Linked DNA regions of Zea mays: region 2 is linked to region 1. A link is a contact called in public Hi-C data. All regions are on one chromosome and are shown on one strand. Each heading gives the region's core, a stretch centred on a gene start, on an enhancer-like site or on the middle of the called end of the contact. The rest is flanking DNA. Distances are from core to core; before and after follow the strand shown.

Region 1 (3,204 bases), core at 514-3,013:
CCAACGTGTCGGCCTAGCCGCCCTTTCCCCAGGGATGGAAGATATAAGTTTTGAAGCTTGGTGGAGTAGATCGACTGAGGTTGTTCCTAAGGATCTCAGAGATGGCTTTAACTCCTCGGTGGTCCTGGGGGTTTGGAGTATCTGGAGACACCGAAATGATTGTGTTTTCAATGGTGCTTAGCCTTCTATAGATAGAAGGCTTGCCTCAGCTAGTGATGAGTTCAATATGTGGTGTTTTGCAGGGGCCAAAGGCTTGGCCCGTCTTTCGGATCTAGCTTTTGTGTTCAACCCCGGCTAGGAGGCGGTTGTACCTCTTGTTGTTTGCGTGTGCGTGAGTGGTGTGTTAGGTCCTTGTATATACTGTTTTTTCTTCTAATGAAATGATACGCAGCTCTCATGCGTGTTCGAGAAAAAAAACATGATATTTTAGCCACGGAGGGAGCCATATAAAATTTACTTTAGAGCGAAGAGCATTATACCTAGACTTCTTGAGAGTAAGCATAAAAAAGGACAAAAATATATAAAATATGACAGTTTAACAATCAATAAGCACAAATAAGAAGGTTCCTTACTTGAGGTACTGAAGAGTCATGTTCTTCAGCAAAGAAGGATGCCGAATGACTAGATTGCGCCACTCTTCCTTGTCAATTCTTCCATCATGCTTTGTGTCTGCCTCCTCAAATGTCTTGTAATGACAGAAGAAAACAAAATTAGCGAGGGAATTTGATATCAGCAAGCAAGAGGATGACAATCTGATTATTTCTAATGCCAAACCCACTGATGTCATACAACAGCAGGGAACAATGCAGCAAGAAATAAAGAGTATACATTCATGATTCATGAAATTGACATATTGTGATTTTAATTCTTGACAAAAGTGACTGTAGAAAGTAAGAGATACACGCTAATATACTTTCTCAAAGAATGGTACGTCCAATTACATTTGCCTGCTTCTCCATCATCTGCTGGACTCAAATAAACAAGAAATACAACATCTATTTTAGCACATGTCTCATAATTTTATAAATGTTTACCAACAAGGCCCTCGGTTATTGTAGTGTTTGCAAATAAACTAAATCCTCGCCTAGACTCAAATAAAATAAGAGATAAATGTTAATGCACTTTCTTGAAGGATGCACCAAACAGTAACAAAAAATTGTAGAATGGTATGTCCGATTGTTAGAGTACTTGTTAAGGTTTCGGTCTATATATCAATCACCCAACCCCTTGAGTGGGTTTAGGGTTTCCCACATAGTGTAAAGCTAGGTTAGTTTTCAATCCTCTCTCCCACCACCCCAGCCGCTGCCCAGCAGCCACCGCCGCCGCCGCCGGTGCCCCACAACCGGCCGCCCTCCCCTGCCGCCGGCGTCCCCAACCGCCGGCCTCTCCCTCCCCTCCCCAGCCCACCGCCGGGTCCCCTGTCCAGCCGCCGCCCTTCCCTGGTCATGCGGCCGCCCCCACTCCCTCCCTCCACCTCCTAGTCGCCGGCGCGCCAGCCTCTGCACCACGGCCGCCCGCCACCCCTTCGCCACCGGCCACTGCTTCCCCAGCGCCGTCGACTGCGAGCAATGGCAGCAGCGCCGCCTTCTCCTTCCCGGGCGGATCCCGCCATGCCCGTGGCCCACCCGGCCGCTGCCGCGGCTGCTGCCGCCCAGCAGGCCCGCGCCGCCGTGGACGTGACCACCGCCGCTGTGGCATCGCCTGCCCGCAGCGTGCCCAGTGCGGCCACCACCGCCCTCACCGCTGCCCTCGTGGCTGGCGGCCTCGGTCCCCACAGCGAGCTCGCCATTGGAGGGACCCCCTACATCGTCGGTCTTGGGCCCCTCCCCGCTGCGACCCTCGTTGTCCAACCGCGCCGTGGTTCTCCTCCGGGTTTCCCCGCTCATGCCACCACCACATGGGCTAACGTCACTGCCTCCCCGCCGGCCTCGTCGGCGCTAGTCACGGCCATCGCCACTATCCAGGCGGTCGTGGAGCCTTCCCGCGACCACGAGCGCGCTGCAACCCTCACCCTGCAGCAAGAGTGTGCCATGAGCGTCGCTCTGACTGCACAGATGGCAACCTCACAGCGACTCCTCCTCGGACATCCTCCGGTCGCCCGGGAGACACCTCCGCCCACTCCCGAGGCACCCTTCGCCCTGGACTCGACGCCGACCACATCGCCGCCCTTCATGCGCAGGCAGACGGTCTCCACAACATCCCGGTCCTCGTGTCCATCATGGTTATTGAAACGACGAAACGTTGAAACGCTCATGGGTGGAGTTTTAACTTTTAAACGGTTTAAACAAAGTTTAAACGTAGTTTTAAACAACATAGGGAAATTTCAATATATCATAATTTCAGACAATTATATAAAGTCAAATACCAAACAACCAACATAAGTTCACATAATAATATTGTGCAAAATGACATGTCCACAACCACATTACCACAATAACACAAGTTCAACTAATAGCAAGTCGACAACTGCAAACAAAGTGGAATGAGATGTCTAATAGTCCACAATCACAAACATAGCACAAAAGCAACTAAAGTAGAATGCAATGTCCACAACCACAGGCACACAAGTGTTACTCAAGCACTCAATAACCATCATCCAAATCATCTAAACCAACATCATCCTTGTCTTGCTCATCACCACGGCCACCATTGTTGTTTGTTTCTTCATCATCCATGTCAAGGTCGTCAAGCACAAAATTGTCATCGTCTTCATTCTCATCACCCACATCAAGACCATCTTCATCATCCTCAAGAATTGGCACTTGAGTACCATGAGCTCTCCTAGGAAAGTAGCGTCCTTGAAGTTGTGTAGATCCCTAATTGGGTTGGGCCAAATTTTACAAGCAGGCAACTTAAACGCTCGAAACGTGGCGTTTAACTATATATAGCGTTTAAACGTCAAAACGTGACGTTTAAACGTCGTTAAACGACGTTTTACGAGGAAGTGTAAAATGTTTAAGCGTTTCGCTGTTCTATCAGTGTTTTATAGTTTAAACGACGTTTAAACGTCGTTTTAATAACCATGGTGTCCATCATGCTGGACCCAGCGTCCTCACACTACATCACCCTGTCGTCCCCGACCTGGTCCTTTATGGACATTGTGGTGTTCTCCTGGCTGCACGGCACCATCACCGTCGAGCTCCAGGACATCATCCGCGACCAGGCGGACACGGGCCGCTAGGCGTAGCTCGCCCTCAAGGAACA
Region 2 (3,204 bases), core at 371-2,870, 340 kb before region 1:
CCATATAGCATCATAATTTTTTTCTCGAAAGCGCAGGAGAACTGCGCATCATTATATTAAGTAGAAGGAAAAGAAAGTTCAAAATAGACCCCAGTACAAAAAAAACTCCCCTAAGGAGGTTTAAAACAAAGGAAAATAAAACAATCCATAAAAACAAATACAACCTTACAACAGGCAGCTAGGTGCCCCTGATGGTTGCGGCAAGAAAGGAGAGACCCTTAGCTCCTGCCATTTCCCACAACTGTTGTTCCTCCCTTGCCTGACAAGGAGCTATAAAGGATCTAGCTAAAAGCATTTGCAAGGAAGAGATACTGACAAATGTGAGAGGAGTTGGAAAAACATACCACAGTCATCATCATCATTGTCTGAGTATGCTGGTGAAGTGGATGGTGTTCCATTCTCAACTTGCTCACTTGACCTCCACTCAGCTAAAGAATCCCCAGGATGACTCTGTTGGTCACTTGGCATCTCTTCAGATGATGAGGATCTAGCATCACCACCATTGTCCTCGGTCAAAGTGTCAACCATTATCCGATCACTAGCCATTATCCGATCACCTGAACACGTACAGCTTCGTTTCACTTGTCGTTTTCCTTCCTGCAGTTTCAAGAAACTAGAATGGTAAGTCTCTGCTTCACTAGACGACCAGAGATACAAAAAAGATAAATCCAGAAGCGAGGCTACAGAGATAGGTCCCGAAAGTAATAAGCTTTGTAGACAGTACAAACAAATGGTAACTAGCTGGTCTGCATAACTCATTGATGCATGCATCTCAGGCTAATGGCCGCAAAAGCATGCATGCTATCAAGCAGGCATTGCAGACAACGAGACAAAAAACATACATATTCAAGACAACATCGAAGCAAAAGTAACACCCAAAGGAGTGAATTCATGTCTCATGATATCAAGAATGCCTTCTAATCCCCGTAACACAACTCCTGACCGTAAAACCTCCCTGGTTTCAAGAGGATTTCAAGAAGTAATAACCTTATCCGAAAGAAATAATCTAGCGTCAAAAGAACTGAAAGCCTCCAAAAGATCAAACCATACACAAGAACTGAAAGCCTCCACGGAATCAAGCCATACATAATAAATCTTGAATAGGAGCTGGATTACTCTCCAAAAGCGCAAGAATTAGATACTGCAGCTGCCTCCGAAACCATCACCGAATGAACGAACGAATTGACAGGGAGTCTAAAACAGGAGCCGACGAGCCCAATCAAATCCAATCGAAGCCAAGCGCACGCCGAGCCCGTTCTTGCGTGGGAACCCAGCCTACCAGAACGAACGAGCCGCCTCTAGATCGGGAGGAGCCGCGCTGCAATGCTCACCTGGCCGGCAAATCTCCCCGATTCAGCTAGGATCCGACCCCCGACCGGGTAGACCGCCACGCGCGCCGTGCGTGCGTCCCCACGGACCGTGCGGAGATCGAGAGTTGACCCTCTTCCCTTCCGCTCGTCGTCGTCGGCTGCGGAGGGGGGCTGCGGCGTGCGCGTGCGCGTGCGCGAGCGCGAGCGCCCAGTGGAGTCGGGTAGGGGGTGGCGAAATGGAAGTCGGGGGAGGATGCCTGTTGAATAATCGGATCGGGTTTAGGTTTAGCTACTATGCTCTTTTCTGCGTCTCTAGCCTATCGTTTCTTTTGTCTTGCGATATTCCACGTAGGAGTGAAAACGGTCGGAAACGATCGGTAAACATAAAAACTATTTTCGTTTTCATTTTTTTTTCTCGGAAACGAGATCGAAAACGGTAACTTCAGAAACGAAAACGACATCGGTAATTCAAAAACATCGGAAACGAAAGTTCGGTACGAAAATTAGACCGGTTACGATCGAAATCTAAAAATTCGATCGGTAAAAACTGTAACATGTACCCTCAATTGACTTCAAAAATTCATGCAAGTCATACATTTATATAAAATTAGTAATAGTATATAAGGTAGGAGGTCATAATAAATAAATAAAGTAAGAAGTCATATAATAATAAAATCATTATTATGTATTTAAATAAAGTAGAATCAAGATGTGTATAATGATATGTCACTTACATTCTATTTGTACTTCTACTACTCGGTATAGTCAATATAATTAGTGTCCTCTTGGTACTTCTTAAGTTCTCGTGTAAATTATGAATATATGTATCAAGAGTAATAACAGGTAAGAAAACATAAATAAGATTTATAAAAGTTTCAAACGATTACAAACTATATACCATTAGATAGATCTTGATTTTATAAAAATAATAAAATTAGTTTCATATTTTTCTAAGCTAAGACGAATTTATTATGAATTTATAAAGATCAATTCATATTTAATATTTTTTTCTGAAAAATACCGAATTTATTACCGACGGTAAAATACCGAGTAAAAACGGTAATTTCCGGAAATGGTCGGAGGAGATCCAAACCGTTTTTCTTTCCGATTCCGAGTTTTTCTACCGATTCCGTTTCCGTATTTCCGGTAACCGTTTTCGTTTCCGTTTAGACCTAAATTCCGATAAAACTTCGAAAACGATTTCCGGTATCCGAAAATTACCGTTTTCGTTTTCATCCCTGTCGGGGACCATAATTAGGGGTACCCTCAAGACGCCTAATTCTCAGCTGGTAACCCCCATCAGCATAAAGCTGCAAAGGCCTGATGGGTACGATTAAGTCAGGGATCAGTCCACACGAGTGACTCGATCACGCTTCGCCCGAGCCTAGCCTCGGCCAAGGGCAGCCGACCTCGAGAGACTTCCGTCTCGCCCGAGGCCCCCCTTTTTACGGCGGACACACCTCCGGCTCGCCCGAGGCCTTGGCTTCGCTTAGAAGCAACCCTGACTAAATCGCCGCGCCGACTGACCAGGTTGCAGGAGCATTTAACGCAAAGGTGGCCTGACACCTTTATCCTGACACGCGCCCCCCGGCAGAGCCGAAGTGACCGCCGTCACTCCACCGCTCTACTGACCAGTCTGACAGAAGGACAGCGCCGCCTGCGCCACTCCGACTGCAGTGCCACTCGACAGAGTGAGTCTAACAGGCAGTTAGGTCTTGCCAAAGGCGCCATAGGAAACTCCGCTCCGCCTGACCCCAGGGCTCGGACTCGGGCTAAGACCCGGAAGACGGCGAACTCCGCTCCGCCCGACCCCAGGGCTCGGACTCGGGCTAAGACCCGGAAGACGGCGAACTCCGCTCCGCCCGACCCCAGGGCTCGGACTCGGGCTAAGACC

What was found. Hi-C and Micro-C count contacts between places; a contact is called where the count stands out from the background.
Region 2: a Hi-C map of endosperm shows a contact between it and region 1, with 2.3 times the contacts expected there. The contact joins the promoter of LOC100502244 here to the enhancer-like site in region 1. A contact is called at or near these places in 4 of 25 Hi-C or Micro-C datasets (ear, endosperm, root tip and 1 more).

The regions. Positions count from the first base shown.
Region 1 is chr3:116,806,955-116,810,158 of Zm-B73-REFERENCE-NAM-5.0, reverse strand. LOC100192607 reads right to left here. Exons shown (of 9, transcript NR_183668.1): 8 at 573-685. Among protein-coding and RNA genes, the nearest start is that of LOC100192607, 23 kb to the right of the region's middle. Within about 2 kb of position 1,763, at least 1 of the 20 cell types and tissues checked has an H3K27ac peak or open chromatin away from gene starts, as enhancers often do. A contact at or near this core is called in endosperm, where this site is marked.
Region 2 is chr3:117,149,333-117,152,536 of Zm-B73-REFERENCE-NAM-5.0, reverse strand. It overlaps LOC100502244, which reads right to left and starts at 1,620. Exons shown (of 13, transcript XM_008675132.3): 1 at 1,332-1,620; 2 at 345-597. The coding sequence starts at 546.